4 separate regions of the Mus musculus genome follow, and all the other regions are linked to region 3. Evidence: chromatin contacts called from public ChIA-PET and promoter capture Hi-C data. All regions are on one chromosome and are shown on one strand. The core of a region is the stretch at or near the end of the contact, and the rest is flanking DNA. Distances in the headings are between cores, read along the strand shown.

Region 1 (5,451 bases), core at 2,105-4,604, 550 kb before region 3:
ACCACACAAAAAAGAACACATCCAGAGTTTACAGGAAAAAACCACTCAGTGGTCAGCTTGGGGACGATCACCAGGCAGCTTAGGTCCCATGGATTGGTCACCAGTAAGTCACAGTGGGTGGCCAGCCATCATCAACAGTGAAAGGAAACCCTCCTTTGGCTATGGCCACACCACCCGAACACTTTTGATCCTATCAGGGCTTGAGGAAGCTTTCCCTGTAACGGCAGCCAGCAGTGGTCTGAACCCAAGCAAAAACTGCCTTCACTGAGCCTGCATGATCTCAGACCAAGCTTTAGGGTACTGGTACACACACGATAATCCTAAGTCCCTCTGTCCCTTCCCCTCCCACACACTTGCCTGGCAGGTACTCAGGATATCTTTGGCTTACAAACACAGGGAAGGGCACAGGCCACCTGGGTTAGTCTGAGCAGTTTGGCCAGGCAACCAGCACTAGGGGAACAAACCCCAGAAGCATGTGCTGAGTTACATGCGCCCCACAGGAGCCTTTTATGGGGTTCAGGCCTCCAACTGTACAGAAAATTCTCTAGACTCTCAAGACACAGGCGGCTTCACTTTCACTGTCTGCATCTGGCATGCAGTGAGTGACTCTAACCTGGGACCAACACTTGACCTGTGTCTCCTGACCTCTGCCCTCGGCTGGAGGGCAGCTTTATGGAGATATAACTGTGATGGTTTGTGTATGCTTGGCCCAGGGAGTGGCACTATTAAGAGGTGTGGCCTTGTTAGAGTAGGTGTGACCTTATTGGAGTAGGTGTGTCACTGTGGGAGTGAGCTTTAATACCCTCCTCTTAGCTGCCTGGAAACCAGTCTTCCACTAGCAGCCTTCAGATGAAGATGTAGAACTCTTAGCTCTGCCTGCACCATGTCTGGCTGGATGCTGCCATGCTCCTGCCTTGATGATAGTGGACTGAACCTCTAAACCTGTAAGCCAGCACCAATTAAGTGCTGTCCTTTATAGGAGTTGTTTTGGTCATGGTGTCTGTTCATAGCAGTAGAACCCTAACTAAGACAATAATCAACATGTATGACGCTTGCCCTTTAAAGTATGCATGCCTTTTGGGTTTCTGTAGAGTTACACAACTGTTAGTCAACTTCTCGTCGATGTGAAAAACAGTTGTGAAAAGGAGGATTTCCTCTGGCTTGTAGTTTTGGCTCATGGTATGCTGGCTCTGTTACTACTGGACATTCAGGAAGACAGAACATCACACCTCGTGATGTTGAGAGAGATCACATCCTCAGGGGCATGACTGGGTAACTTTCCTCTAAAGTTTCCAGTACTTCCCAGTAGTGAAATGATTTATAGAGTAAAATGTCAACACATGAGCCTTTGGAAACATTCCAGATCCAATTCTTACTTTTGAAACCTTTTTTCAGGATTTATTTATTTATTTAACGCATGTGAGTACACTGTCCCTCACTTCAAACCAGAAGAGGGTACACCAGAATCCGTTACAAATGGTTGTGAGACACCATGTGGTTGCTGGGAATTGAACTCATGACCTCTGGAAGAGCAGTCAGTGGTCCTAGCCACTAAGCCATCTCTCCAGCCCTGAAACCCTTTTTTCTTCCCTCCAAGAAACCCTGTATCAAAGAGCAACCACATCCATTCTCCCTCCCAGGCCCGGATGACTAGAATCCCCTGTCTACCTCTGTGGCTATGTCTCTTCTGGTCATTTTCTAAAATGGAATTATCCAGTTGGCCTTTTATGATGAGCTGCCTTTGAAACTATCCCTACTTTAATATGTCAGTACTTTCCCTGGGTGAGTAATATTCCACTGTGTGGACTTTGCACTGAACTTTCCCCTATGAACTGCTGGTATATATTGGATCTTGCCCACATTTTGGCTCTAGTGAACTATGTCTATAAGTTGAGCTAGAATGTTTATTGAACTGCAAGCATTCATGCTCAACTTTTTGCTTGAACAAACATTTTCATTTCTCTTGGGTAGGTACTTAGGAATGGAATTGCTGTGACCCCTGACCTTAGTACTCTGCCCTCCTGACCAAGACCTAGTGACATCTTTTCCCTCCCCTCCCCTCCGTACCCACCCCCCCCCAATCGCCATATTCTTCTGGGTTCTTAGAAAAGTGCTGGTCAAGTCCCACAGCTGAGTTGGGTCTCTGTGCTAATTGCCTTTCATCCTGAACTTCTCATCCATCTACTTTTCTACCTGCCATTGCTTCACAGTCTGGAAGAAGACGTTGCGGTCCCCATTTTCTACCTCTGCTCTAAGTGGCGCCACAGGTTGCTTTGTCCCAGAGCTGAGCAGAGGGCATGGAGGACTTTCTGCGCAAGAAGACGAGGAGAATCTGGAGAAAAGCAGAAAGCTCCGGGGACAGGCAGGCAGAGAGAACAAAGCTCTGTGCCCTAGGGCTGCTTAGTGGGGGCCCTTCTAAGGCTGCAAAGTGCCTGTGACTCAGAGGTGGAGGGAGCTCAGAGCTGCAGCGTGAGTCTCCCGCATTAACTCTTATCTGTCTGGAATAGAAAACCTACAACCTCAGTGCAAGGCTTTACCGCTCAGCCCCACAATCCCGAGACTTGTACACCAGGGCCCAGGGCTTTGGCCATGCTTATTAAGACCTCTGGACAGCCATGTCTCCCCCTACACCTCCCACAACAGAATCTGGTTAAAAGAGCTTCCGTGTGGTAATGTCCAGTGGTTTACTTGCTCCGAGGGTACAAAATACCACTGAGCGACCACCAGCTGCCCAGCGACAAAACAGTCCCTTAAGAACTGGTGCCTCTGGTTCAAAAGCTGGCTGCACAGAGGGGAGGCCTCAACTCTCCCGTTGATCCCAAACCCCACTCCGAACGTCTTTATCTCATCGTCTTTGTCACGGGAATATGTGTCATCTTCCCAGTCTCAGGCGGCAAGAAAACGCTATTGAAAGAAATTAAAAAATATATAATAATAAAATAAAAAAGGAAAAAAGAAAACACTGCGGTTCTTGTGCGCAGCTCGGAGGCAAGTCCTGGGCGTCTCCCCGAGGATTCCGTGCTGAGCCCTGCGCGCTTTAGGGTGAGAGCCGCGGGCGGCGCCCCGGGGGTCTAGCGGACCAGGAGATCGCACCCCCGGGTCCCCGCATCTTGAACTGGAGCGCAACGCGGGGAGCTCGGCGGTGCCTGACGCCCAGAGCGGCGGGCCCGGCGCTGGGTGCGAATTCGCGGCATCGCTCGGAGTGGCAGCCTGCTGCATCCAGGTCCTCGCGGGCCACCAGCCGGGAGCGGGACAGGCTCCGGCTTAGCCCGGAGAGCCGCCCCTCCAGGAAGCGCCCGCCTCGCGCCCGCTTCCCGCCCACATCCTCCCTCGACTGGAGGGAGGAGCCCGCGCCGCAGCCGGGGCCCGAGGAGGGCCAGCCCCAGCCCGGGCGAGCGCACGAGTGGGTACGGCCGCGCGGGTAGCGCCCTGAGCCTGTCCCGCGCCGCCGCCCGGCCGACAGCACAGCGCCCGGGGATGCCCCGGCGGCCCGGAGCACGCTGAGGCTGCGGAAAGCGCGGTGAGTGGGGTCCGCGGCGAGGGCGGGCCGGGCACTGTGTGCGCTCAAGTTCGGCCTGGGGCTTGGAGGGGGAGTGGGTTCAGCCGAAGGGACTCCGATGTCCCTGGCCGCCGCCCCCCGCAGCACGCCTGGGGGGGGGGGGCTCAGCTCCCACCCGGCCACGCGGGGGCGCCCGTCTGCGGGGGGCGGCTGGAGGATGGGCGGCTTCGGGGACACTGGCTAGCTATTTAGGAGACCCTCTTCCACCGTTAGATGTCTAGAGGGCGGCTGTGGGCTAGCGATCGCAGCCGCCAGCACAATTGTTTGGAGGCGAGCGCGCCCTTTGATCCCACCCTGACCAGGACCTGGCGCTACTCGGGATCAGCTCTAGGGCCGACTCCCTGCTCCAACTGGGGAGAAGAGATGGGGAATAGTGCCGGGCGGCGTTCCAGAAGTCGGAGTGTGTTTGCAAACTAGTTTTTGCGCAAAAGCTGTCTGGCACCTGTGTGTTTCAAGGGGTGGAGGAGGAAGCGAGAAGCCCTTCTTTTTTTCCCCATCCCCACAATGGTGCTCCTGGGAAAAATAAAGGAGACTAATGTTCCTTTTTCCTTCTCTTCCCCTCCCTTCCCGAATCCTGTCTTTGGTACAGCTGACTAGTCTTTGGATAAGGGGCTACCTCAAAAGGAGGCTGGGAGTGCCCAAGGTCACAGGTGCAATAGCAGTCCGGAGCTGGGTGGCCATTCAAAGGGTCCTCCTTGTACTCTGATTCTTCCTGCCCTATAAGAATTCTGGGGGAAGGGGAAAGGGGAAAGGCCTTTGAGAATTAGCCCAGATGCCCTTTGTTTTGTCTGACCACAGACCACCATCATGTAGGGGTGTGGAACTGTCACGCAGAGATGGGAAGGGGTATTATACTGCCCCTCTCAGAGATAGAAAGGAGTATTATACTGCCCCTGGAGGTGTCTACCGCATCTTTGTTTGGAGGCATTGTTGCTAGGCAGGCTTCCTGCTGAGAATTCCCTAGTCCAGGGTTAGGGTCCTGCTTTCCAGCCTGGGGAGATCCCCTCCCTTTGCCTTCTTCCAGGCAGAGCTAAACTCTTCCAGAATATAGCTCCCTCACCATGGGCTCAGAAGGGATTTGACGTGGGCTCGTCAAAGTGGGAGGGCCTGGTCATCCTTCCTTCTTGTCAGGAAAGCTGCTGTCCAGGAGAAACAATTTAAGGTCCCTGATGCTTCAGGATTGCAGTCAGGGCCAGAGGTGCCTACTGACTCCTAGCTCTTTGCTTGCTGACTTCTGGTCAAGTGGCTGCAACTCCCCTTGTGAGGTCAAGAATGCTGCCTTTTGCATTGGATGAGAGCCCTTCTCCCACAGGAAGGGAGGCATTTTGGGTTGGGTTGTCATTTCTAGTGGCCTGTGAACAGTCCCAATATGGGAGTTGTGAGAGACTTACCTGGCCTTGAACACCTTTTTGTGACCGGAAGTGGGATGGTGGTCTCAACTGTGTATTTCCAGTTTCTGTAAAGTAGGACCGTCTCCTGGGCCTCCTGGAAACTGACCAGACACAAACACTAAAGCGAGAGTTTATTGCCACCTTGGCAGGGGGCCCAGTGAACTCTGGGGCTGTCCTCAGATGATAATGAGCCCCTGGAATGGGAGAGTTCATCAGATGCATTTCTGCATGGAAAAACCAGGGACAAAGGCTATGGATGCTTGAGTTCTCTGTTGCTTCCTGCCTTCCTGCCTTCATGCCTTCACACACACACACACACACACACACACACACACACACACACACACCCTTTGGCTCTGGGTGTTTTTCCATCTGTGAAACGAGGGCCGACGGCAATACCAGCCCATTTGCAGAGCCAGTAGGAAGGCTAGGGCCAGGAAACGGGGCAGGTATTCTTACACGTGGAGAGCTCTTCATGAGGGTCTGTGATTGCCTTTCAAG
Region 2 (5,074 bases), core at 1,991-4,490, 650 kb before region 3:
ACACACACACACATACACACACAAAGAGGTCTCCTGTTCAGTTCCCTGTATTGTTGCTGCTTACCTGAGCAATAGCAGATACCCTCTTGCATGAGGTTTGTTACACAAACCTAACTGCCAAGGAATATCTTAGCCTTAAGAGCAGCAACAGTTGCACTGGGGAAATGTTCCCCCTCAGAGCAGAGCTGTTCCATTGGGGAAGGCTTTTTCTTCAGAGCTGTAACACTTGCAGTAAGTTCCCAGTGAAGTGTACTCTGTCCAGGTCTCCGTCTGTTCACCCTTCTTCAATCTTCTGGCACTTTGGGCCAGTTCTCACACACAGGGACCCAGCTCTCCAAAGTGGATAATCATGCAAGCCACCAAAGAAGAACCCTATGTACTTTAGCCAAGGGAACCTGGTATTCATGGTTTTCAAGCCATTGGTTGAGCTGCTATGAAAAGTCTTTCCCTGGGGAGATGTGAACAGCATCTATCTTCCCCTCCTAATTACAACCCAAAAGTCCGTTTCACCACAGTTCTCCCCGGGGAACCAGTGAGTTTATTGTACTTTCTTACTTACAGAGCACAGTGACCCCAAAGCAGCTACACTGGAAAGTCTCCACCCAGCATGGACGATGGCTTGATGGCTTCCCCAGAGCTGTATAGGTGGAGCCTTCCCCTCTAGTTCTCCCCAGCCTATATACTCTTGCCCTGTCTAGAGGCCTCATGCAATTAGGGCAGAATTGCACACAAGTGACTGGGAGGAGTGGCCAGAAACTCAGGAGAGGGTCTAATGTCCTAGTCTCATGAAGATGGCAGCATCTGAGCTCATAGGATACCTTCATAACACAGACCGAACACAGGGTAACTCTGGGGAAATGGTTCTCTCAGAACCCTTATTGGCAGGCCTGTTTCCACAACAGGCATGGAACTGGGTTTCCGATCCGGTGTTTCTCATTGCCATTATTGTGTGACCTTGACATCTCTGGATGAGACATCTAATGAGATGTTAACCTCTGCCTGGATCCTTCATGGGGCTGTGTGGGTTTAAGTACATCTAAATATGGCCCGTGCTTGTCTTTCTGGGTGGTGGCTACTTGTCTGTGTCCACTGAAAGCCCTCTGTCAGCAGGGAAGGATGTAGGTCCAGCAACACATAATGGTTGGGAGAATATGGGGTGAGCCTTACTGTTGGGCTGTAACTCTTCTCACACTAACAGATGACAGCCCACCATGTACCACAGGCTGGGACTCCACCATGTGACAATAGGAAACGGAGGCTGGCTAAAAACAAGGCATCTATTTGTAAGAGGCGAGCCAGGTAAGGTTGGGAAAGCTAAGAGTCACACATAAGTAATCAGTCAAAATAATAATGACTCCCCCCCACACACACTCTTGCCTGTCAAGAACTTTCTAGATTTCCGGCTCGGTCCCGGGAGGGAGGAGGTTAGAAGGTCACAGGAATTTGAGATCCAAAGAAGGGGACTAACGTAGAAGGATTTCTTAAGAGTTTTGGGCACACAGCACATCTGCTCTAACTTCTTCTGAAGGAATTGGAAGGTGCTCCTTCTCTGGTCCTCAGGACAGATGACAGAACTGAAACTCAGAGTCAAGACTTTTGTCTAGGGCAGTGTTTCTCAATCTGGGGGACCCAACCTCTGCCAAGTCAAATGATTTCATTATGATTCGTAACAGTAGCAAAATTACAGCTATGAAGTAGCAACGAGAATAATGTTATGGTTGGGGGTCAGCACAGCGTGAGGCTGCAGTATTAAAGGGTCCCAGCATTAGGAAGGCTGAGAACCACTGGCCTAAGGTGATGTAGCCAGCACTTAAGAGGAGGACTTGAGCCTGAGGTTTGGGGGTCATGGGTGTGCTGATGACCCTGCCCTACAGTGCTAATGCACTGTCTCCCCATTCCTCCCCCAGAGCATTCTGGGAAAGTTGCTTCACTGTGGGATGTCACAGAAACCATCCTCAGGAGGAGCCTGGCCTCCTGTTCTGGGACAAAGACAAGAGGCAGGGCAGGTTGTAGAACTTGGAACAGAGACAGGAACTTTCCAGGGCTGACGCTGGCCCTGTAGTCCTTTTCTTACCGCCCACCTCTTTCCATCCCTTATCCCTGCACCAAGCTTTCTTCTGTAGCCTAGGCAACCCTTGCACCCAGGGACCAGCAGAGACACACCTGGAGGCCGCGCTTGTCCAGGTCAGGTCTCAGGTGATGAGCCGCTGTCGCCACTGGACCCTGGACCCAACTCCACGAAGTTTTGCTCAGTGGCTCCTCCTGCCTTCATCCTACATCGTCTCTGGGAAGTGTAGAAAGAAGGGTTGTGCGGGTCCTGCTGCGCTCTGGCCCCACCCACTTCCTGGCAGATGCCCACCTTACCCAGTCTCAGTAGTCAGAGAGGCATGTCCCGCTGCGATCTCCAAGCCGCGGCGGGTTCCGGGCACGCTACTCGCGCGCCCTGGGGCTGGCACTTTGAATCCACGTGATTTCTCGGCAGCGGCAGTAGAGTCTATGAACTAGCGAACAGCGCCCGCTCAGTGGCCACTTTCAGTTTCCACAGAGCGCGGTGGAGAGGGAGCTGAACTGGTGAGTTACCTGCCCAAGCCGGGGCGCGGAGGGAGATCTGTGCCTAGAGAGAGGAGGGGGTGTCAGGGGCTAGGTGGATAGACAAACGGACTGAGGGGCCCGGGTGGGTTGGGGTACTGGTGGCTTAGCAAAATGCAGTCGGACACTGTAATTTGGGGACCACAGAAATTGGAGGGAGTGGCTCAGTTTGGGAAAAAACTTTGTATGTCTGTGCGCCCCCTCTCCTGGTGCCTGCCACACTTGTCATCCCCCACCCCCAACCATACTTTCTTCTTGTTTTTTTTTTTTTCTTTTCAATGCCTTTGCTTTAATAATAATCCAGAAGCCGCCCTGTTTGCTACATATAATTCTGAATTTTCAGCCAAAACAACAAAACAAACAAACAAACAAACAAAACCCCACCTTTTATTAGACAGATAGAATTTGGCTGAACCGTAGCAACTTGCTGTTCTATAGAGGAAAGCTGCGTTCTCTAAGAGTTGCCAACCTCAGGTCGGTGGCTTCTGGCTACCAACATTGTGTTGGAACAAATACTAGATATTAAGGAATGTACAAAAAGACAGGGATCTTTAAAAACAAAAACAAAAACAAAACAGAATATTGTGTTTTAAAAGAGAACGATGTTTCTTGAATGTCCATCACCTGTATTTCTAATGATCATTGAAACTTTCCAGTCACAAGGGTAAGCCTGGGCAGCCTTTTGTCCCTGGCCTACCACAATGCCACGTGGGGTTTAAACCATTTTTTTTCCACTCAGAAAAGCTGAGCTGGGAGCTCTGGGAGGTTCCTGGAGAATTCTGGGTCTTCAGTACTATTGGTATATATTGTCAGGATTCTTCTGAAAAGGGCGGGAGGGGCTTCATACAGAAAAGGTATTTTGAAAATTGACCTTCATGATTGGGGGAAAAGGCTAGAAAATGACCAAAGGTGGGTGTAGCTGAGCCATACCTGCAGCTTTCTCTTCCTGAATCGCTTTCTTGCAAAGAAAGGAAACCCGGAAACCTGCCAGGTTCCCTCTGGGATGTAGCTCAGAGACAGGGCAGACCCTGGTTTGAGTCCCCGGCGCCACAAAAATAAGGCACCAGGCCTGAGCTCCCACCAGAGAACAGAGTGGGCGGGAGTGACTGGAAGTTCATAAGGCCCCTCATGGTGTACTGTCCACAGACCAGCACCAGCAATTATGCCTTGCCTGCCCTGCCTCCAGGACCAGCGCCCATCTGTCTTGGAATAGGACCTCTGGGTGCTCTCAATACTGTGCATCATGACCATGAGTTACGATTTCAGATCTTGGAAGGTTGGTTCCCCATCTATAGTACAGACATTATGTTCAAAATTTATCTCCTGAATCGAGTGAGACGAAATAGAAACAATGCCTCGGCCACAAGTGTGAGGAGCCTGGGGTCCTGATGGGACAAATGCCGAAGCTAAGGGAACGCCTTAGTGCCTTAGTCTGCTTAGTCCGGTCTGCCCAGAAAGCACAGGTTGGCCTGATCTCAGAAGCTAAGTATGCTTAGGCCTAGTAAGCACTTGGTTGGGAAAGTCTGCCTAGACCTGTTCCCGGACCAGCCCGAGGATAGCAGTACCTGGTCAATGTCTATGTGCTCTCTCTCTCTCTCTCTCTCTCTCTCTCTCTCTCTCTCTCTCTCTCTCTCTCTCTCTTTCTCTCTTCCCTCTAGAAAGAGTTCAACAAAACTCTGTAGATTCTCTTCTCCCATATTTTGTGCTGTGTGTTGGGTAAAGAAGACATCCCCACTGCCTCTGAACGTGACCTTATTTGGACACAGGGTGACTGCAGACACTTAAGATGAGGTTGTAGGGTGGGCCCAGTAAGACTTCTGCCCACTAATAGAGGCGATCAGCATATCCACATAGATACCTCAGGAAGGCGGCCATCTTGGGGAGGCAGAGACTGCAACTACAAGCTGAAAGACAAAAATCCCAGCAACCAAAGTGTCCCAATCGGAAAGAGGAAGGCCCCTTTACTAGCATCCTCAGAGGATGCAGACTGCAGAGAATAAAAAAATAAAAAGCCATTTCTGCCAGCGCTTGATGGAACTTTTGTTTTTTTAACCACATCTGATACATCATCCCAGCATCTCTCCTCTACCACCAGCAGAGAATTGTGGCAAAAGAGATGCAAACACTTAAGTGTTGGGGGAAGGCACGGCTGAGAGGGCAAGAGATCTGCCTAGCTTCAGAAGATTCTGGGTTCTATCCTTACTACAGAAGACAAGCAAAAACCTCTTTGTAGGTGTTCTCAGGATGCAAAGCATCGTCTCTCTTCACCAAATATGTTTCTGTGAGTGTAGTTGATAGCCTTTAATGCTAGCACTTGGGAGGCAGAGGCAGGTGGATTTGGGAGTTCGAGGCCAGCCTGATCAACAGAGTGAGTTCCAGGACAACCAGGGCTACACAGAGAAACTCTGTCTCGAAAAAACCAAAAAAAAAAAAAAAAAAAAAAACAACCCAAAAACAAAACAAACAAACTCCTGTTTCTGGGTCC
Region 3 (5,656 bases), core at 1,342-3,841:
CTGCTCATCCAGAGGTCCTGAGTTCAATTCCCAGCAACCACATGGTGGCTCACAACCATCTGTAATAAGATGCCCTCTTCGGGTGTGTCTGAAGACAGCAACAGTGTATTCATATACACATAAATAATTAAAACAAGAAGGAGGAGGAGGAAGAGGAAGAGGAGGGGAAGGAGGAGGAGAGAAGAAGAAGAAGAAGAAGAAGAAGAAGAAGAAGAAGAAGAAGAAGAAGAAGAAGAAGAAGAAGAGAAAAGAAAAGAAAAGAAAAGAAAAGAAGAAGAAAAGAAGGAAAGAAGAAGAAGAAGGAGAAGAAGAAGAAGAAAAGAAGACCTTGCCTGTAATCTTCTCCAGGGCATGACACACTCAAGACAGGTCTCACAGCGGCTGTGGTTGCCTGTACTACCTGGGCCAGTGGTTAGGCAATCATGTATCAGGGAGGGACTCCTGGGGCTCTCTTCTTGTTGAATTACTGGCTGCTGCTGAATTCCGGTTGCGGGGCAGTCATTGTTTTCACTCAAAGATGAGCCCAGTAAGCTTTAATGCATAGTTCCAAACCCATGGTTAAAGCCAGGGGTGCATGCTCATGTGGTAGCCCATGCCTTTAATGCCAGCTCTTCATCTCTGTCAGTCCAAGGCCAGCCTGATCTACAAAGTGAGACCCTGATACAGAGGGAGGAGAGAAGAGAGAGAGGAAGGGTAGTGGGAGATCCAAGAGACAGAAATAGGATGATCTTAGAAGAGTCAAGTATGCCAAGAGTGCAGAATCTTGTCTGGTTCCTATAAAGATACTGTGCCCCGCCCCCCACATGTGTGGTGTGTGTGTACACATGTCCCATTGTATCACTATGCATTGTCCTCTGACATTCTTCACCTTATTCCCTCGAGTCAGGGTCTCTCACTGAACCCGTAGTTAGGATGACAACCAACAATCTTAGTAATCCTCTTGTTTCTGCTCCCTATAACACTGCTCCTTATAAGCACACATGCACCATGCCCAGATTTTTACATGGGTCGTGAGGATTTGAACTCAGGTCTTCATTCTTGCACTGCAATCACTCTTAGCCACTGAGCCTTGCCATTTCTCTTGGTCCTAGGTAGTTTGTATTTCCAGTGCTGGGGATTGAACCTAGTGCCTCCTACATACCAGTCAAGACTCTCTTATCACTGAGCTACATCCCCAGTCTTGTTCCTGCTTATAAGTTATGTGTATTGGGGATGGTGACAGTCATTTTAATATAGTCTGCATGTTAGAGAATGAAGTTATTTCAGGGGTGGTGACATTGGTTATGTGACTAAGGGCCCTTAACGATCTTCAGGCTCAGTGTTGCCATGACTGAAATGTCTTAGGATCTGTAATGTACATATAATTGTATAAACAAAGCAGATAAGGCAAAATGTGTCAAAATGAAGAATTTGACTTTTTTTTTTAAATAAAAAGTTGCGGGAACAGCAAAGTACAAAGTTTTGATCAAATGTTATTCTCCAAATCCAGGTCTCTTAATAATTACCCATTTCTACGCAGGGCCGACTTCCCATTAGGCTGGTGGGTGACTTTTGTTCCCGTAAAGGTTTTGCATTTAATAGGGACTTTGTGTGCCTTGCCTTTAAGAACAAAAGTTTAAGTCCTGGGTCCGATCTTCCAAATGTCTGGTCTTTTTCACCACAGCATCTGTTTCCTCGTCTAGAAATGGGAAATTCCTCCCGTTCCGGACTGTGTAGAGGAGAACGCCAGATGCAGCAGCCCCGACCAGAGGGGAGTGAGTGTAGGATAGACCAGAGTTGGAGGTTATTTCTGCAAAGGGCTGGGACCGAGTTTCTCAGTAAGGGGGGGACCCGAACTCATGGTGGGTTATGTAGCCTGTCCCCATCCCAACCTGTCTGTCCTGTCACAGATATTAGCCTTTCTCCGGTTCCGTAGTTTTACTTCCGCACGCAGGCGAGCAGACACAAGCCTAACTCATCCCACTGTGCTACTGTGATCTTAGGGACGAACTCCTGGGCTCGACATCGACCCCACTGTAACTAAGCTCTGTTTCCCTCGAGGTCAGCGAACTCCAGGAGACGTGTGGATCCAAGTAAGAGCCAAGTCCTCCCACTACGCGGGCGACACTCACAGTCTGAGGGCGGGGTCCTGGCAGCCCTGTTTCAATATGGAAGATCTGCAACTTCATACCACTCTAGAAGTCCCCTTTCCATTGGCTATCTCAGAGCTGGTTCTCCAATAACACTAACGTTTATTGGTCAATCCAGAGCTGTTGCTGAAGTGATTGGCGCAGCCGCCATCGGGTGCAGCTCGCGGATTTTTTAAACACAACCGGGTTCCAGGAAATGCAGGAAAAGGGCGGAAAAAACCAAGCCTGACTGGGGGCGGGACTAAGAACGCAGAAGCCTGTATTGGTTCTTCTGGGACCTAAGGGCGGTCCGTAAGCGCTTCTTTCTCGTGATTAGTCTGAGTCGGGGAAAGGAGGCGGGTAGTTACGTAAATCGGCGGAAGCGCTTGCTTCCATTGGTCAATTCTAGAGGAAGGCGGGGCGTCCGTGGCGACTGATTGGTGTAAGAAGTGAAGTGGGAGGGACTCTAGGCCGGAGGTTTTGTTGTGAGGGTCGGTTGTCAAGCAGCGACCAATCAGGGCAAAGGATGGAGGCAAGTGGGGGTCGCGCCTGGAGGGAAGCCTTGGCCTCCAGAGCTACAGCTGCAGGTAGAGTGGCTCTCGGGGTCTTGGAGGCAAAGGGAAAATGGCTCTAGTCTTCGCCGAGCCTGGAGGGGACAGTCCGGTCGCCGGCAGGAGGCTCTCGGCCAGGACAGGCTGGAGCCAGTGCCCCTCAAGGCAGACGGGAGGAGGGTCAAGCGAAGCTGAGGGACCGGTGGCAGGTTTGGGATGAACGAGCAGGACGGGTGTGTGGAGGCCGGAGAGGGAAAGCTGGTGGGCCGGAAGCAGAGCTGAGGGTGTGCGGAGGATCGTATTGAGTCGGGGCTCCAGAAACAGGAGAGCGAATGAATGGGGGATTCTGATAGCAGCGGGGCAAGAGAAGTAAAGAGGGTCTGGCGAAGCATGGCCAACTAAGGAAGCTCAAGATGTGCCAGAACGGGAGCATAGGCAACAGGAGAAAGAGAATCCAGCGAGAGAGCTCCTGGGCAAGAGGCGAAGGGCCGTGGCGGCGGTGGAAGGCTCCATCCACGCTGTGGCCTTTTAGAATTGAGGAGTCATTCCGACTCACACCTAGACTGGAGACTCAATTCCTAGCTATGCCCTTGAGAGTTGCAGGGAGTGGGCGTGGTTCCCTTACCAGGGAGTTGGTGATGGAGGAAGCAAGAAGATTGGACCCTCAGAATCCTCTCAACATCACCCCCTCCCAAGGCCTTTACTGTTCTCTCTCTCTCTCTCTCTCTCTCTCTCTCTCTCTCTCTCTCTCTCTGAACGTCTGCCTATCTCTCAGTCTCTCTGTTCGTCTCCGTGTATCTCTCTGTCTCTCTGCCTTTTGGATGCCTCTCATGGGCACCAAAACATAACCTCAGACTCCAGTGCCCCATCCAATACATGGGGTGCAAATCCAAGTGGACTGCAGTTATGTGATCCTCTCTGCCCCATAGCAGGTGCTGGGTTGGCAAGTTAGGACACCCAGCATCCAGGAGCATTACTGTAGGCCCCTGAGAAGTCAGTCTCTCCATCCCCTCTCCACCTACCTATGTCAGTCTGTCCTTCCTTCCTTCCTTCCTTCTTTTCTTTGAGATAGGAACTGACAGAGATCTGCCTACTTCTAGCTGGCCTCCTGAGTGCTGGGGTTAAAGGCGTGAGCCACCAGGCCCAGCTACCTAGGGAAGGTCTTTTATCTTTGGGCTCTTAAGTCACAGGTTTTCAGACCCAGTGTGCACTGCAGCTCCAGGCCCTGGAGGCTCTGGCTAGTCTGTATCAAGTGGCCTTGATGACCCAGGGACTTGTAACTCGTCTCAAGCAGTTCCTAACCCACCATCGCCTCTGCTTGCATTCTAGCCCAGTGTTGAGCTGAGATGGTCCAAGCCTGACATTCCATGATCTGGGATCCCGACCTATGTGTCCAGGCTGCTGCTTGATAGCGGATGATCTAAACCACCAGGCAGTCCTGGGCCAGGAGAGGCGGACTCTCTGCCTGGATGTGTGGGAACTCCCTGCCAACTTGATTGTCGGATCTGGGGGGGATCCACCCCCACCCCACAGAGAAAGCACAATCTGTTTTGTGGGTGGGGTCTCAGGCGCCACCCCCTGAAGCATGGCCACCCCTGTGGTCACCAAGACAGCCTGGAAGTTGCGTGAGTACTTTTCATTTATCACCCTGTTGTTTTGTAAGCTGAGTAGTCTTAGCCTTCAGCTCTGTCTCCTCTCCCTGGCACAAGAGAGACTCACAGTCCTTGTTTTCAGGTAGACAAAGATGTCAATCACATTGGGCAGGTGATTAAGCAACCCTTCCATACAGCAAGATAAGCACAGCTGTGCTTGGTACTTGCTCTGAGATTCAGGTGAGATCTGTCTGGTCAAGCTGAAGAGCGGAGTGTTGCGAGGAAGGCTGAAAGGCGGTCCAAGAACCCCAGACATGTCCCAGGTCCCTTTTCCTCCATCAGATGCAAGGATCTTGGGATGTGGATGGAGGGGAGGTTGCCCAAAGATGCTGGCAGGGCTCTGAAGTGAAATCAAGCAAAAATAGTTCAGAATTCTTTAGCCTAAACTCTCTTAGATTCTTTTCCTTTGTTGAGATAGGGCATCCCTGTAGCCTTTGCTGGCTTGGGACATGTTCTTCTGCCTCCTGTGTGCTGGGATTAAAGGACTGTGCCACAATGCCTGGCTCTTTCATTTTGTTTTTTTGTTTATTTGTTTGTTTGTTTTTCTTTTTCTTTTCTTTTTTTTTCGAGACAGGGTTTCTCTGTGTAGCCCTGGCTGTCCTGGAACTCACTCTGTGGACCAGGCTGGCCTCGAACTCAGAAATCTGCCTGCCTCTGCCTCCCGAGTGCTGGGATTAAAGGTGTGCATCACCACTGCCTGGCACCTGGCTCTTTCACATTCCTAAACATTATTGACGACTCCAAAAGGCTTTCATTTATGAAAGTCACACTTACCCATATATTCTGTTAGAAAACAGTACTGAGACAGATGTGCACTCAAACCTGACAGGAGTGACGATGTCATCACACGTGTGTCTTCTCAACGGCTCCTCTGGAGCGAGTGAGAGCACCCAAGGCAATACCATCCTAGCATTTCAGACAGTAGCTCCGTTCTTTCGGATCCTCTAAAAGGCTCTGGAGGATCCCTAGATCAGGCCTGGAGGACCTTCATCTCACCTCTGTGGCTTTCTCTCCAGCCGTAGCTGGTTGTCGTAGGTTTGGTGTGCTGTCCCCGGGCTGTTTTCAGGAGCAGATGAGGAGACTTTGGGCAAAGCTGTTTTGGTGACTCAGTCTCCTCATTGAGAGATTGAGATCATTTTTAAGTTGTCCCCCAAAGCTGTAAGGTTCTGGGAGGACCCTGTTCATGGCAACTTTTGGCAGAGTAGCTTTATGTCAATTGGCATTATGCATCTTTAATGGCTTACCCTACCTGAAGGTAGAAGCTGATGCGAGGGAGCAAGTGAGGGCCAAAGTATCCAAGGTCACTGCATAGTGGGAGCTCAGCCCGGAGAGAGCCACAGCTGTC
Region 4 (5,263 bases), core at 232-2,731, 600 kb after region 3:
GCTGGTTAGAATCCCTTCAGCCACAAGCTGTAACATAAACAGGGGTTGCGTGCCACACCTGCAGCCATCAAAATCTCAGCGGCCTCCTCAGCGGGCAGTGGGGTTAATTTACTGCTGCTTCAGGTGTGGCCACCTGAAGCCGAGGCCTAAGGGCAAAGCACCTCTTACAGAGGCAGCAAAGTCAGAAGTGTTGTGGGCTGGCTTCTTGTGACATGCTCCTTCCCCGCACCCAGGGCCTCAGAGAGATCCTGATCTAGTGTACTTTCTCTGTGAGCCATCAAGACAGGAACCCAGAGGAAAAGGTAAGGGACACACAGGGCCTGAACGGAATGAGTCACCAGGACCTCTTATCTCGTCCCAACTTCGGGGTTGGTGATGCTCAGGGTTTGGGGAGTCAGAGAGACTTCAGGGCCTCTGACCCTCCTGAGGAACCAGTGAGATCGAGGAGGATAGAGTCCCTTTCCTTTCCTGCTCCGGGAGGGTGACCTGCAGGGAATAGGTTGTGGCCACCGTGTGGGTGGGGCCCTGGTGGGGACAGAAAGAACATCTTAGCCAGGAAGTTGCCTGAGTTCCTCAGAAACCTTCAGACTTTGCAAACAGGGGGAATGTTGGCTCCTGGACCACTGAACCCCAGCTTCTCCCCAACCTCCCCAGGGTGTCCCCTCAGACGGATGGGTGGGGACTGGAGGGGAAGAGAGGTAGAGGTGGTGGGAGTGAGCCAAGGTTCCCCGTGGGAGTCTCTGGCGCTCCCCGAGAAACGCTGGACAGAGACGGGACCCTCTTTGGGAGGTCAGGCGCTGCAGATTGCATCTGGGCCCCGGCCTGTGGGTCTTCTCACCGGGCCTCCCGCCCACTCCCACAGCCCGAGACAGCCCGAGACAGTCCAGCTCCAGCCACCAAGCGGGACGCGCAGCGCGCCCCACGCCCACCCACCCACGTGGGCACGCCCCCGCTGCGCGGCGCCCCGCCCCCAGCTCCCGGGGCTCGCTCGTGCGGGGAACCTGCACCGCTCGTGGGTGGCGGCGGCGGAGGCGTCCAGGCCCGGCTCCCGCCTCCGCGACCGTGTCGCTCGGCAGCCTGGGTGAGTCGCCGCGCCCTCACCCCTGGGATCCCCTCTCGGCGCAGCCACACCGCAGTCCCGCACCTTCTCTCCACCACCCTCACGCCCTGGCCACCTTCCCTCCCCCCGCCCCCCACGCGAGGGCGACGCCCTGTCTCCCAGCCTTCTTGGCTCGGATCCCCCGAGACCGCGGCTGTCGCCCGTCCGGCCGCGACGTCTGGGGGCGGTAGGCGTCTTTGTTCGCGAGGGGCCCCTCCCGCGCGGTGTCACACTCCCCCCCCCCCCCCCCGGCGCTCACCACGGCCAGGTGGCGGCGGGTGCCTTTTGGGGTGCGCGGCTGTGCCATTGGTGGATTTTTTTAAACCCTGCTGGAGGGGGCGGTGAGCGCACCGCGCTACCGGCTGCTGCTCCCGCCGCTCCCGCTATCCCGCCGCTCCTCTCTGCGGCTACTGCGCGCCTCGCCCCGGGCGGCCCAGCGCGCTCCACCGTCGCCAAGATGAAGGTGCTGGGACACAGGCTCCAACTGCTGACAGGTACCGAGGCTTGCCGCTCGCCGCTGCCGCTCTCCGACTTGGAGCGGGTTCGGGGCGCGGTGGCCCGGGTTGGAAGGGGCGCTCTCGGGTGCGCGTTCCCAGTTGAGCGAAACCTGAAGCATGCCGGGCTCTACTGAGCCGCGAGCGCCGGCGTCTGGGAGGGTGGAGCTCCACAGAGGCCCCCTGTGGTGTCCCGTCGACGGAGCTCCGATTAGCAACCCCAGGGGAGCTCCGGAGTTTTCCAATCAAATATCCCAAGTCCCCAGAGAAAGCAGCCCTGGGCCTCCTGGGGGAGCTGGGAGAACCTGTGTAAGGGCCTCCTCTTTTCTGTGATGGTCAGAGCCACCTTTCTCTCTGGGAAGAAGTTTCTTGCTGGAAGTAGAGTCAAGTGGACTAGGAAGATGGGAAGCTAGGTTGAACCGTGATGGCTCAGGCCATCCACCTTGGGCCCGCTCTAGAGAAGAAATTAGATGTCCCTCTGAGGGCATCCTGGGGCCAGTAGCTGGAATGCCTTGGAGAAACTGGATGCCTAGAGGAGATGGGAAAGGGAGCAAGGACAGAAGCCAGGTATCTATCGGAAGGTTACATGTTCCTCATACATGAAGTCCAGCATCAGTGGAGGCTTCCGTTCTCAGAGGGGAGGTGGGCACCTGGGCTGGAGGGAGCAGCCCCTGTCCAGATCTCACTGGACCATGCTGAGCCCTTGTCAGGTGCACACCCATGTATCCCTAATGAACATATTCCAAGAGATGCTTCTCAGCACTTGGGGTCCTGCCGCTGTAAGGTGAGGAAGGGGTTGCTCTGTGTGTGTGTGTGTGTGTGTGTGTGTGTGTGTGTGTGTGTGTGTGTGTACACTCAGGAAATGGAATGGGATATGGGGTAGGGATCTGAAAGGACCCAGAGATTAGAGCAAGTGGCTGCCTTTGAAGACCCAGACAGTGAAAGTAGAACTTTCTGTTCATGGAAAAGGGAGGTCACGTTCTAAGCTGGAGGAACAAAGGGTGTTCTGCATGTGCCCTAGAGTCTTGAGTGACTTAGTCTGGGAGTGGCCTGGCCCTGGAGGGTGTGTGTGTGTGTGTGTGTGTGTGTGTGTGTGTGGAGTGGTGGTGGATGGAGGTATAGGCAGGAAGTAGGCCAGGTGAAGGTTTGGGCTGTGAGTGTGTGCGAGCATGTATGTGTGCAAGCGCGTGTGTGTGTGTGTGTGTGTGTGTGTGTTTGTGTGTGTTGGGAATGGTAGTGGATGGAGGTATAGGTGGGAAGTAGGCCAGGTGAAGGTTTGGGCTGTGAGTGTGTGTGAGCATGTATGTGTGCAAGCGTGTGTGTGTGTGTGTGTGTGTGTGTGTGTGTGTGTGTGTGTTGGGGTGTTATAGGAGGAAAGTAGGCCAGATTCGGGTTTGGGCTGTGTGCTAAACCACAGTGGGTCTTGCTGGGCTCATAGAGAAAGGCAGGTGGAGATTTGCTGGAGCCTGGGAAAGCCTGGCGGGTGGTTTTTGGCACCTGCCATTGCCCTTCAACTTTTCCTTATTGCAGTCACCTGCAACAGAGAGCTGCAGCAGGCTAGCCCCACTCCCCACCTCAGACTGGAAGAGGGATCTGTAGAGGCTGGGATTTGGATTTATACCTGGAGGACAGAGCCAGGTCCTCTCACGCCCATCTGGCCCTCAGAGGGAATGGACGATACCCTGTGAGGGTCTGGAGATTGGAGTCCATGTGCAATGTTCCCTCAGGCCCTCATTGTGCTGTGGCAGGCTTTCTGAACCTCTGGCGGGGCTTCCAACAGGACTCTGTCACTGTCAGAAGCTGCCGGTGTAGCAGCCCCAGCTGTGGGCAAGCCATGGTGTTGTGAAACTGTAATCCTGGCACCCAGGAGGCTGAAACATGAGCATGGCGAATTTAAGGCCAGCCTGGGCTATGCGGTGAGCTCACACCCCTTCTCCTTCATGCACCTGCCTCCCCCCCCCCCATCACCACCCCCAACTCCTTGTGTCCTCTTCCTGCCTCATAGGTTTGGATTCAAACGCCAGCCACAGCTGGTTGTGATTTCAAACAAACAGGTCGTTTAACCTTCATCTCATTCATAAGATGGAGGTTAAAGACACCTAAGAGATATTATGGGGCCTCCTGAAACAGAGCAAGTAACATATTTGATTGGAACCATAGAGGTCTATCTCCCCTCTGGCTCCTTTTTCTGGTAATGAAGGATTCTACCTGCCTTGGCGCATTGGCTTGTAAGGACTTGGGATCTGCCACACACACTCCACATTACCCCTGCTCACAGGCAACTGGGAGATGTTTTACTTATCTCTATGGAGCGATGTGCAGGTAACAGGGTGATTACTGTGCTGAGAGTTCAGCACGTGCTCAGTACCTCTTGGTTTGCTCTAAGCTCATGCATCCTGCTCATTGGCTGTGTCCCCAGGATGCTCTTGGAGAGGACTCCAGATCCTTGCCCTAGGAGGTGGTTTCTAGTAGTTTTTACAGCATCCGTCTTACCATCATACCTATTTGCCAACAGGATTGGTCACTCTCCCACATATGAACAGCTGAGAGTGGATGAACCTATGTCCTACGTGAGGGATGCACCCATGGCCTTCTGCCTGCTCAACTGTGCGCTGGACTAAACCATTGCACACTTCATGTGAGCATGCTTATCAAATGTTGCAGCATCTGGTAGCATCTCCCTTTGCCTCTGAGCTCATTCCTCAGTGCTCTGAGGGCTCCTGTCCCCTCCGGGATATCCTAGCCCTCTTATTGGGTTCTCTGCACAGCAGACCTCTTTGAGATATATTTCTGGGGAGCTTGTTTAGGCCTCAGTTTCTCTCATGCGAGGTTGGACCCTAATGGCCTGATGTCCACAGCAAGTGCCCCTCCTGTGGGGATCAGAGAATGCCATTGATTTGTCGTGCCTGGGCCCAGTGTCCTAAGGAAAACAGAAGACAACCTGAGGTTCCCAGGTGGCTGCTGCTGCTTGTGGAAGCTTCCTGACTCCCTGCATGGGGTCGGGGGGTGGGGGTGGGGAGTGGGTCTTGCCACAGATGAAGAGAGGCAGCAGGCAGTTTTGACCCCAGAGGATGTGAGTTTCAGGGGTCTTCTCTGCATCTCTGTTCCTGGGCAGTGCTGGACTCTGAGCTCCAGACTTGTTAGCAGCTTGGGGTGGAGAGTCAGACCTCAAAAGTGGGAAAGAGCGACCCACAGTGAAGGAGTCTGGCCCAGTGTCAGTCCACACACAAGTGCCTCCCAGCCCTCAGGGGCCGGCCTGGTGGCTTAGTGTAGTTGGCCATTTTCTTTTATGTGTTGGATGTGGCAGTGGGACGTCTGTGTGTTTGCAGACTGCATAGCAATCGGTCTCATGTATTTGTCCTCCAACAGTAAGTTTCCAAGATGGTTTCAGAGAGCTCTCACATGGCAGACTAGGGCTTTGACAGGGTCCCTTGGACGTCTGAGGATCTTGGTGCCTCCTCCTACCTACCCCTCCTCCTTTTCCTCTTCTTCTCCTGAGACAAGGCTTCACTGCATAGCTCTGGCTAGTTTGTAGTTCACTATATAGACTAGGCTGGACTGAAGCTCACAGAGATTTGCTTGCTGTCTCTGGAGGATGGGTGTGTGTGTGTGCGTGTGCGTGTGTATGTGTCTGTCTGTCTGTCTTTGTATGTGAGTGTGTGTGCACATG

The links. Promoter capture Hi-C pulls out the DNA fragments that hold promoters and counts their contacts. ChIA-PET counts read pairs in DNA pulled down with a chosen protein or histone mark. Capture Hi-C pulls out chosen DNA fragments and counts their contacts.
Region 1: an RNA polymerase II ChIA-PET map of memory CD8 T cells shows a contact between it and region 3, with 7 read pairs. The contact joins the promoter of Cpne2 here to the promoter of Katnb1 in region 3. A contact is called at or near these places in 5 of 39 promoter capture datasets (fetal liver, hippocampal neurons, liver and 2 more) and 1 of 115 datasets of contacts at active chromatin or transcription factors (memory CD8 T cells).
Region 2: a contact with region 3 is called in a promoter capture Hi-C map of adipose tissue. The contact joins the promoter of 9330175E14Rik here to the promoter of Katnb1 in region 3. A contact is called at or near these places in 4 of 39 promoter capture datasets (hippocampal neurons, liver, neutrophils and 1 more), 1 of 115 datasets of contacts at active chromatin or transcription factors (effector CD8 T cells) and 2 of 9 other capture datasets (adipose tissue and liver).
Region 4: a contact with region 3 is called in a promoter capture Hi-C map of stem cell-derived epiblast-like cells, with 2.9 times the contacts expected there. The contact joins the promoter of Ndrg4 here to the promoter of Katnb1 in region 3. A contact is called at or near these places in 1 of 39 promoter capture datasets (stem cell-derived epiblast-like cells) and 1 of 484 Hi-C or Micro-C datasets (palatal mesenchyme).

Annotation. Positions count from the first base shown.
Region 1 is chr8:94,529,674-94,535,124 of GRCm38.p6, forward strand. It overlaps Cpne2 (copine II), which reads left to right and starts at 3,355. Exons shown (of 16, transcript NM_153507.2): 1 at 3,355-3,520.
Region 2 is chr8:94,431,863-94,436,936 of GRCm38.p6, forward strand. It overlaps 9330175E14Rik (RIKEN cDNA 9330175E14 gene), which reads right to left and starts at 3,241. Exons shown (of 3, transcript NR_015514.2): 1 at 2,974-3,241; 2 at 2,365-2,614; 3 at 1,265-2,284. It also overlaps a transcript of Nlrc5 not described here.
Region 3 is chr8:95,078,610-95,084,265 of GRCm38.p6, forward strand. Katnb1 (katanin p80 (WD40-containing) subunit B 1) reads left to right here and starts at 2,592. Exons shown (of 20, transcript NM_028805.2): 1 at 2,592-2,695; 2 at 3,989-4,284. The coding sequence starts at 4,245.
Region 4 is chr8:95,676,791-95,682,053 of GRCm38.p6, forward strand. Ndrg4 (N-myc downstream regulated gene 4) reads left to right here and starts at 1,482. Exons shown (of 17, transcript NM_001372423.1): 1 at 1,482-1,593. The coding sequence starts at 1,557.